Regions from separate parts of the Mus musculus genome. Here regions 2 and 3 are each linked to region 1. The links are chromatin contacts, called in public Hi-C maps. All regions are on one chromosome and are shown on one strand. Each heading gives the region's core, a stretch centred on a gene start, on an enhancer-like site or on the middle of the called end of the contact. The rest is flanking DNA. Distances are from core to core; before and after follow the strand shown. Region 1 has its middle 3.4 kb from the start of Gm46886. Region 2 overlaps Nfib (nuclear factor I/B). Region 3 has its middle 130 kb from the start of Mpdz.

Region 1 (2,555 bases), core at 35-2,534:
ATTCAACCCACAAGTTTCGTACTCTTTCCTTTTGTTTTAACATTGTTTCTGAATTTCATTCCTTCAATTTCAAACTAATGGGGGGGGGGGTAAATTATATACATTTATGCTATATATAACATATATAATATATATTGTTTGAATAAAATGAGTATTTTCCACCATTGCTATACCAAAAGGAAGCACTGTTTTGTCATAACTTATAGCTATTGAATTTTTGAAGATTATGCTCAGATTTTATTCTTTGTCATCTTTGCCGCTTCTAGCACCAGAATTCAGGGTACAGACACAGAGTGTGTGTATTCTCCTTAGTGTGTATTCTCAGTACTCTTTCTTCAGCCCCAATGTTCAATATGTTATAAAGAGCTTTGATCACAAATGTTTGCAGACTAAGAGATAAAATTCTGGGGTAGGAGAAAAGAGGGGTCGTATCTTGGGTTTCTCGATAACTGTATGTTTAGGGGCAGCTTATAAAAGTTGCCTGGTTTTGTTTTGTTTTGACTAGAGATGGAGAATACCTACCTGTAAATTCTCAAGGCCAGTGGGTAAAAGCAAGCATTTGCATGAAGTGGTGAATCTGGTAACTGGCATATAGCAAGTATTGTAAAATTAGAAGTTTTCTTAATGATTTGGTTAATAATTCTAAACATTTGGAGAAGAGAAACAATTCACTATATTTTCTAACTTCAATTTTTTGTAAGCTAGCAGTCTAACAATAATAGCTTTGTGTCTTTACTATAAGATTCTTGTTTGTATTTGTAATTGTCTCACAAATATAGTTTTCTGTTCATTTACTTGTTTTGTATTTTTAAGACAGGTACTTGCTATGTATTCCTTGATGTATGAGAAGTCACGATCCTTTTAATTCATTCTCCAGAGTGCTGGGAATTCTTGTATTCAGCATGACAACCAGCCTAATGAGAATGATTTTCAAGTCCCTTCTTACCTTCATTCTTTGAATTGAGCCAGCATCCATATTGTATTTTCAAAGGAATGGCACTTACTGCTTGACACTACTGCTGGACTCTAAAATAAGAGCCAACCAGAATTTAGGACTGAGTGAGCAAAGGGCTCTGCAAAGCTCCAACTGGTTTGTGTAGCAAAGAGCAGGCAGGCAGGACTCCTTCTCCTTCACCTCACACAAGGGAAGGATTGATCCTTCTCTTCCTCTTCATCCCCCACATCCTAAACAGATTTCCTGAAAGACCTTCTGGTTACGTTCTCATCCCCTTGGCAAGGCAACTTGTACGCTGAGCCAGTCAGCTGTCTCATTGAGATTCACTGCCAGGTGGACAGCTTTGATGGCAAGGAGGTGGCGTTCCGCCCAGTTAAGCAGCTTTCAAGCCTCAAGCCATAAAGATGAGCTCCTGGCCCTTCTTCCTCCAGGAGGATGCTGCAGACATATTGCCTGCCCTTGGAAGTACGGCTTTCCTGTGGTGCAAATTATTGAGCTGTGCAGAACACCTTACTTATTGCTCTCTCCTCAGAGCACTGGAGACACAGACCTTGTCCAGTTTCTTGTGTCAGCTTTTCTTTGCTAGTGCTGTTCAAGTAATTAGCTAGAGTTGGAAGCAAGAATTAAGTTGGAGGAATTTAATCTCAGTTGATGCTGCTCTTTATATCCACCAGGAAAAAAAAAAGAGTGCTATAAAACATGAAGGAAGTGAAGGAGCTCATGTTTCTGAGTATTTCTTTTATAATGGGCCTTGCATTTTCAACCAAACACACCAACAGCTGTCCTGTGGTGAGGAAACATGTTATGTGCTCTTGCCCATTTTATAGACAGGAATACTAAGAACAACAAAAAAGATTTAAAGAAGACATTTAAAAACCAACAGAATTTTACATTTTTTTAAACCACATATGTAATATATGCTAATTTTAAATGGAAAATAGTTAAAAAGAAGTAAGATAGTCCATTAAATTAAGAATTAGAAAGAAGCACACTGGAGGAGTCCTGAGTTGCTGGCTCATGTGCAAGGAACAGAAAGGTGAGAATTTTCCCCCAGAAACCTTGTTTGGAAGTGGTCTCTTGTGTTTGCACCAACTCACTCCTTCTCGGAGGAGATAGAGAGAGATACAACCTCGCTCTATGCAAGGGATGACCATTTTCCTGAAACCTTAGGCCTCAAAAGAATGTGTAAGAGTTTTCCAGCAATCCATAACCATTTGGAAAATTCAAAGGCAGAAATGAGCCATCCATGGTTGTCTAGCAAGAGAAACAGGAAAGACTTCTTGCTCATGGGAGCCATCAGCCAACCTAGCGATGCCCAGATGAGGGCTGCAAGAATATTTCCTGTAAGGACACTGAGGGAAGGAAGTTGAGACCATTTGATTTCTCCCTAACAAGGCATTTCTTATGGGAGTGTGGGGCCTCTGGACAAGCTATGTGGAGGACCACAGGAAAACCTATGAGGCAGCATCTGGAGCAAAGAGAACTGTCATAGGTAGCTATTGTGTTTCGACCTTGGCAACTAAACACCAGAGTGAGACAGAAAGGCACGGAGCTTGGGGAATGTGCTCAAAGTGAACTACATGTACTTGTATGAAAATTA
Region 2 (2,555 bases), core at 15-2,514, 470 kb after region 1:
GTATGTATGTATGCACGGCTTTCCCTAATTTTGGAGAACTGTATAAGCAAATCACTGCAAAGACACCTCGTTGACTATGATGTCATATTCCTTATTTGGAGGGGGTCTTTTTTTACAAAGTCAATTAATTCTAAATTTAGCTGGAAAACCCCCCATGACCTCTACAATTTTTTTAGGTTAGCTAAAAAAGATCTATTGACTGTCTTTGTGAGCAGAACAGTTGAACGCTACTCTAGATAGAAAATTATTTCTTTCAGTCTATAAGAATAATTATCACGGCGATCACACAATTATTATAATTATATCTGTAAGAACTGTTATCGGGAATTTGTCTCTGAAGCCGTCTCATGCATTGCAGGGGACATTTACCCTGTTTAATGATCACCAACACGAGTGTCTTTATGCAGCTACATAAGCGATTTTACCTCTTTCTATTAATATCTTCTTGCATGCTTTGGGAGCCAAAGGAGACAGCCCCCACATTTTTCCCCCAAAGCAATTCTTTGAGTCAAGCCAGGACTGTGGCATTTTCGAGACAGAAAGCTACACTTCCCCTTCATGGCAACCTAACATCCACAGTGTGCTTTCCTAAATGGATGGACAGCGCCCCCCCCCCAAGCCCCTCAAATCTGTGTTTCATAAACTGTACTCTAAGAGAAGTAGCAATAAAGTTTATTACAGAGCTAAAGTATCTGCATAAACCCGGTTAATTGAAAAGTGGGTGGAGAAGGCTGCCAAATTAAATGTTTACATTAGCACAGCTGTATTGTAAAAACATTCTGCCCCCTGTGCTTTGTAATTATAAGATATTTCTGGACTGTGTATCTCTACAAAGTTTATCTCCACTGCCAAGAGTGTCTTGGCACGGAGTGGCTGCAGCTCTTGGCAGCCAGGGCTCTGCGCGGGCAGATCTAAAATGGCTGCCAAGCGGCCTCCTGAAATGTCGCCGGCCTGTGCCTGGCCAGGGCAAAGGCCACTGCGGCTGGGCAGGGATGCAGACTGTCACAGAGCCCAAGGGCATTTCCCACACGGATAAGAGATGGTACCACAACGTACTGTTTTGTTTTGCTCCCTAAAGCTGCTTGAGAAACCACAAAGCATTATTTGAAGGCTACAAGTTAGAAACGCGAACACAGGGATCTGGTTCCAAATTCCATCCCTGTCACAGGTGAACCCTCAATGCCTTCCGCTAATTAAAGCAGCTCATTTAGATCTGTGTGAGAAGGTAAAATGAAATCCTCTTGATCACACTTTACTGTGGAAGCCCATGCACGGGCCAGTTGCCATTTGCAGTGGTGAAATGTGCCTGTACTCTGAGCCCCAACCCAGTATTCGTGTTTAGAAAACGCAGGCAAGATCAATTGGCTTCTCTTTTAGAGGCTGTGGTCCTTTTATATCATTCAAATAACATTGTAAAGAATCCCCCCCTTTTTTTTTTTTGCTTTTCTCCAGCAAACACCTTGAATTTGAGGAACTGTCTATATTACAAATCCCACCTAATTGAGAAAAGTGAAATAAAACCCAGAATCCTTTCATCTCTGCAAGGCACAGGAGCTGACTAAGGGGGCAGTGAGAAAGGGGGGAGGGACAAAGGCAAGAAGGAAAGGAATGAGGAAATGAAGGAAGAAGCAGGAAGTAGAGGGGGGCTGTGTGAAACTAAGATGCATTGATTTCTTCATGCTAGGAATATATAAAAAAAAATTGTAAAGGACAAATAAAGGAACTAGCCCCAGAAAAAATGTCTACTGTCTCTACCTCTGTCTCTGCACACCACCCCTCCCCTCTCAAAACTGAAATCCAGCTAAAATGCTGTGTGCCCAGATGTCAAATGTTGCAATAATGAGACCATTGGGCTTTTCTTTTAGGGAGTTCCACAAGTTTAAGCTCGGGCTGTGAGACACCTTAGGCCCCATGTGCTATCCTGTAATCATTGGCAGTGATGAGGTAGCTTCGGTTGAATCCAGCAACCACCTGTGCTGCCAGAATTCAGAGGTAAAGGATGAGTTCCATGGAGCTGACAGAGTGGTGGCACTCATTCCATTTATTGTGATTTGTCACTATGTATCCTGCGTTTCTACCTTTAACTATATGGCCCCACACTGCTTTCCTTTCCATCCCCATTGTAATGGGGGAAGGCCTAGCATCTCTCTAATGCAATACTGCGTATGTACACACGTCCATGCATGTGTGCTCATCTGAGCACCAACGTGTGCAGGCCAGAGACAGGCATCAGGTGTCTTCCTCGATAGCTTTTCATCTCAGTCTGGGGAGGCAGGGTCTCTCACTGATGCAGGAACTTTCCTCTACGGCTACACTGGCTCTCCTACAAGCCTTGAAGATCCTCCTTGAGTCTGCCTTCTGGCATTGTGATGACAGGTGCGAGCCATGCCCAGCTTGGAGCTGGATGCTTAGGATCCAAACCAAGGTCACAACGCAATCAGCTTTACTCACTGAGACTTCCTGAGCCCTTTCCAAGGGTGCATTATGCGTACTCTTTGTTCTCCAGCATTCCCCTAAAATTTCTTAAGATTTGTTTATTTCATGTACATGAGTGT
Region 3 (2,555 bases), core at 22-2,521, 370 kb before region 1:
AATTAGAGTTTGTTTGGAAAAGAGGTTACAGAGAGCCTGTGCAAATGTCGCTTGCACGGAACATTGATCGAGTAAGAGTTCTGCACAAATTCAACCGCCACTTGCTATAAACAAATTTGCCCCTCCCTAGTTTGACTCCTATTCACCAAGACTGAATCAAAATATTAGAACCTCTAATGAAGTAATAAATAAAATTCAAGACAGGCTAGTAAAAGGTTGGTGGAACTTCTCTGACAGCCATCTTTTCCACGTTTTTAGAGAATTTCATTTTATTACCTATGCTAGTTGGGGAGGAGTGCGTCCTTATAAAATGAAAGTAGTCCAGTGTCTGCAAAAGAACCAAATGATAAGAGGCACAACGGAGGAAGCCAGCATAGAGGATTTCCCTCCCTGCATCTCTCTCCGTAGAGAAGGGAGGCCATGGGATGCTAATGACTTCTGTTGTTGGAGATGGGCAAGTCTGTTTTACCCCAAGCTCCACCAAGAAAGAACTGCCTACTACAGATTGGATGGAGCTTAGAAAGAACTCCAGGGTGTACTCCGGATATTTGTTCTCTTCATCCCTGTCACTTCCCGTAGTGTCTAAGGTGTAGTAGCATTGTGTACTACTAAATATCAGAGATAGGTAGCAGGCAAGAGACAAAGGGAACTCTTTACAAACACAAGCCAGCTTAGAAGGGCTGTCTTTACTATGGGATGAAACTCCTGGTGGCAATCTATTTCTTTACTTTTTTTTTCCTTTTGGGAAAAAAAAAAAAGAGGCCTCTGCTTTATGTAGGACCTTTGCACATCCATCAACCTATTAAGCAACTAAATAAAGCAGTATATGAACAATAAATCATTTTGAATTTCATGCATGCACAAACCTTTTGATACCAAATTGACAAGAGAAACTTGGGTCTGGAGGAGGCTACAGACACTCCTCCAACAGTGTTGCATGTAAGATTAGGAGTTGTTCTCCACTCCTGTCAACTGCTCATTCTGGGTTCCAAATCTCGGGGCTTCTCTTTCCTCTGGTGATGGTGGAGACTAGGATGCTCAGCATGGAATTGTGTGTGTGTGTGTGTGTGTGTGTGTGTGTGTGTAAGAGCCTGCTAGCACATGTGTGGTTGAGGGGGTGGGGGAGCACGCTGTTCAGGATAAACCCACCACACATTTCTGCCATCACAGACGGTGGGCAAACAGCTGTCTGCACAGCTGAGACCACTGGAGCTGCCTGCCCTGCTCCAGTAACTCGTGAGCACATGGCTGGTCCCTGGATGGCACCATGCCCTGTGCAGCAGAGAGGCCCCAGCTTTCCCGAGGCTGAGCAGGCGGGGACTTTGCCACCAGACACAATAAGCATGTGAAATCAGGTCTCATGAATAATTCATCCTTAGTGTCCTATGAAACAAAGAAATGGTATGTTTGCTGGGAGATAACCATGTTCTGGCATTTGTAAATCTTTCTGGATTTGGAGTTGATCATGTTTCTGGTGTTGGAGAAATGTTTTGTTTTGTTGTGTTTTTAAATTTTTTGAACACACACACACACACACACAAAAAAAGTTGGAAATTCAACATAGTAATTTTACAGTGGAGGTCTTCCATGACATATTGAATGGTTTATACGAGTTTGGCTCATGATTTAGGAATCTGAAAAAGTAAAAAAAAATCTCATTTGGTGAAAAGGGATGTTAAAATCGGTTTGCTGCCATAGACTCCAGCAGGACAGAGAGTTCCCAAGATTCTTTCTTTCCGACAAGGCAAGCAGCCCACTCTGCTGGTACATGCTTCATTGCTGTGAGCTGAAAAAGCTGCTGGGCCCCCAGCATCTCACAGCATTGCAGGGAGAACAGATCTCTCGGTTTCGCCATCAATGTACAAAAACATACTTTGGTGAACCGAACTCCAAATTGTAGTGACACTCATATGCTCACCAGTTTAACACCAGTTAAATTAGTAATAAAAAAATAACCCTTCAAGAAAGAGAAGCTACTCTATTCCTTACTGTAGGTGGACTCAATGCAACGGACCTACAGACACTGGGTAGAGCACATTCATTTGCCTAACGGATGCTTCTAGAGGGTTATGTGAATTAGCTGGGTTCCTGAGCTTATTGTAACTGCTATTTATAATTAGAATCTGAGCATCCGTTTCACTAAGTTTTTAATATCCTCAAGAAAAATAAGCCTGAAGAGTTACTCATCTTGGAAATGACAACCTGGTAAAGCAAATCCCAGTCCTGTTCTCTCACTCCACCAGGCATGATCTCATCTATTTCTGCTGTTCACGTGAGCTCTCTCCACACACCTTCTTGCTTTTCTTTCTTCTTGTGAGTTCACGAGTTCCTTGCATCTCTCCAGCTTTCGGGTTCCCTATAAACCCGAACACAAGTTCTTCTGTGTCACTGACCTCACACAATCTCTTCAGTTTGATAGAGAATGTCAGAGAGAGACCACACGGATTTGGCAGAATGAATGTAAAGAGAAGCAGAAATGGGATAAGGTTCTACCAGTTATGGGCTGGAGTGAAAATACAAATCCTTTTCGCTTTAGGGTGACAAGGTTGGAAGAT

What was found. Hi-C and Micro-C count contacts between places; a contact is called where the count stands out from the background.
Region 2: a Hi-C map of cerebellar granule neurons shows a contact between it and region 1, with 2.1 times the contacts expected there. The contact joins two enhancer-like sites. A contact is called at or near these places in 2 of 484 Hi-C or Micro-C datasets (cerebellar granule neurons and cerebellum).
Region 3: a contact with region 1 is called in a Hi-C map of cerebellum, with 2.9 times the contacts expected there. The contact joins two enhancer-like sites. A contact is called at or near these places in 12 of 484 Hi-C or Micro-C datasets (the Patski cell line, cerebellar granule neurons, cerebellum and 6 more) and 3 of 115 datasets of contacts at active chromatin or transcription factors (astrocytes, heart atrium and neural progenitor cells).

Annotation. Positions count from the first base shown.
Region 1 is chr4:81,936,272-81,938,826 of GRCm38.p6, forward strand. No RefSeq gene overlaps it. Among named protein-coding and RNA genes, the nearest start is that of Gm46886, 3.4 kb to the left of the region's middle. Within about 2 kb of position 1,285, at least 9 of the 459 cell types and tissues checked have an H3K27ac peak or open chromatin away from gene starts, as enhancers often do. A contact at or near this core is called in cerebellar granule neurons and cerebellum, where this site is marked.
Region 2 is chr4:82,403,582-82,406,136 of GRCm38.p6, forward strand. All of the region lies in intron 2 of Nfib (nuclear factor I/B), which reads right to left. Among named protein-coding and RNA genes, the nearest start is that of Nfib, 100 kb to the right of the region's middle. Within about 2 kb of position 1,265, at least 82 of the 459 cell types and tissues checked have an H3K27ac peak or open chromatin away from gene starts, as enhancers often do. A contact at or near this core is called in cerebellar granule neurons and cerebellum, where this site is marked.
Region 3 is chr4:81,566,875-81,569,429 of GRCm38.p6, forward strand. No RefSeq gene overlaps it. Among named protein-coding and RNA genes, the nearest start is that of Mpdz, 130 kb to the left of the region's middle. Within about 2 kb of position 1,272, at least 35 of the 459 cell types and tissues checked have an H3K27ac peak or open chromatin away from gene starts, as enhancers often do. A contact at or near this core is called in cerebellar granule neurons and cerebellum, where this site is marked.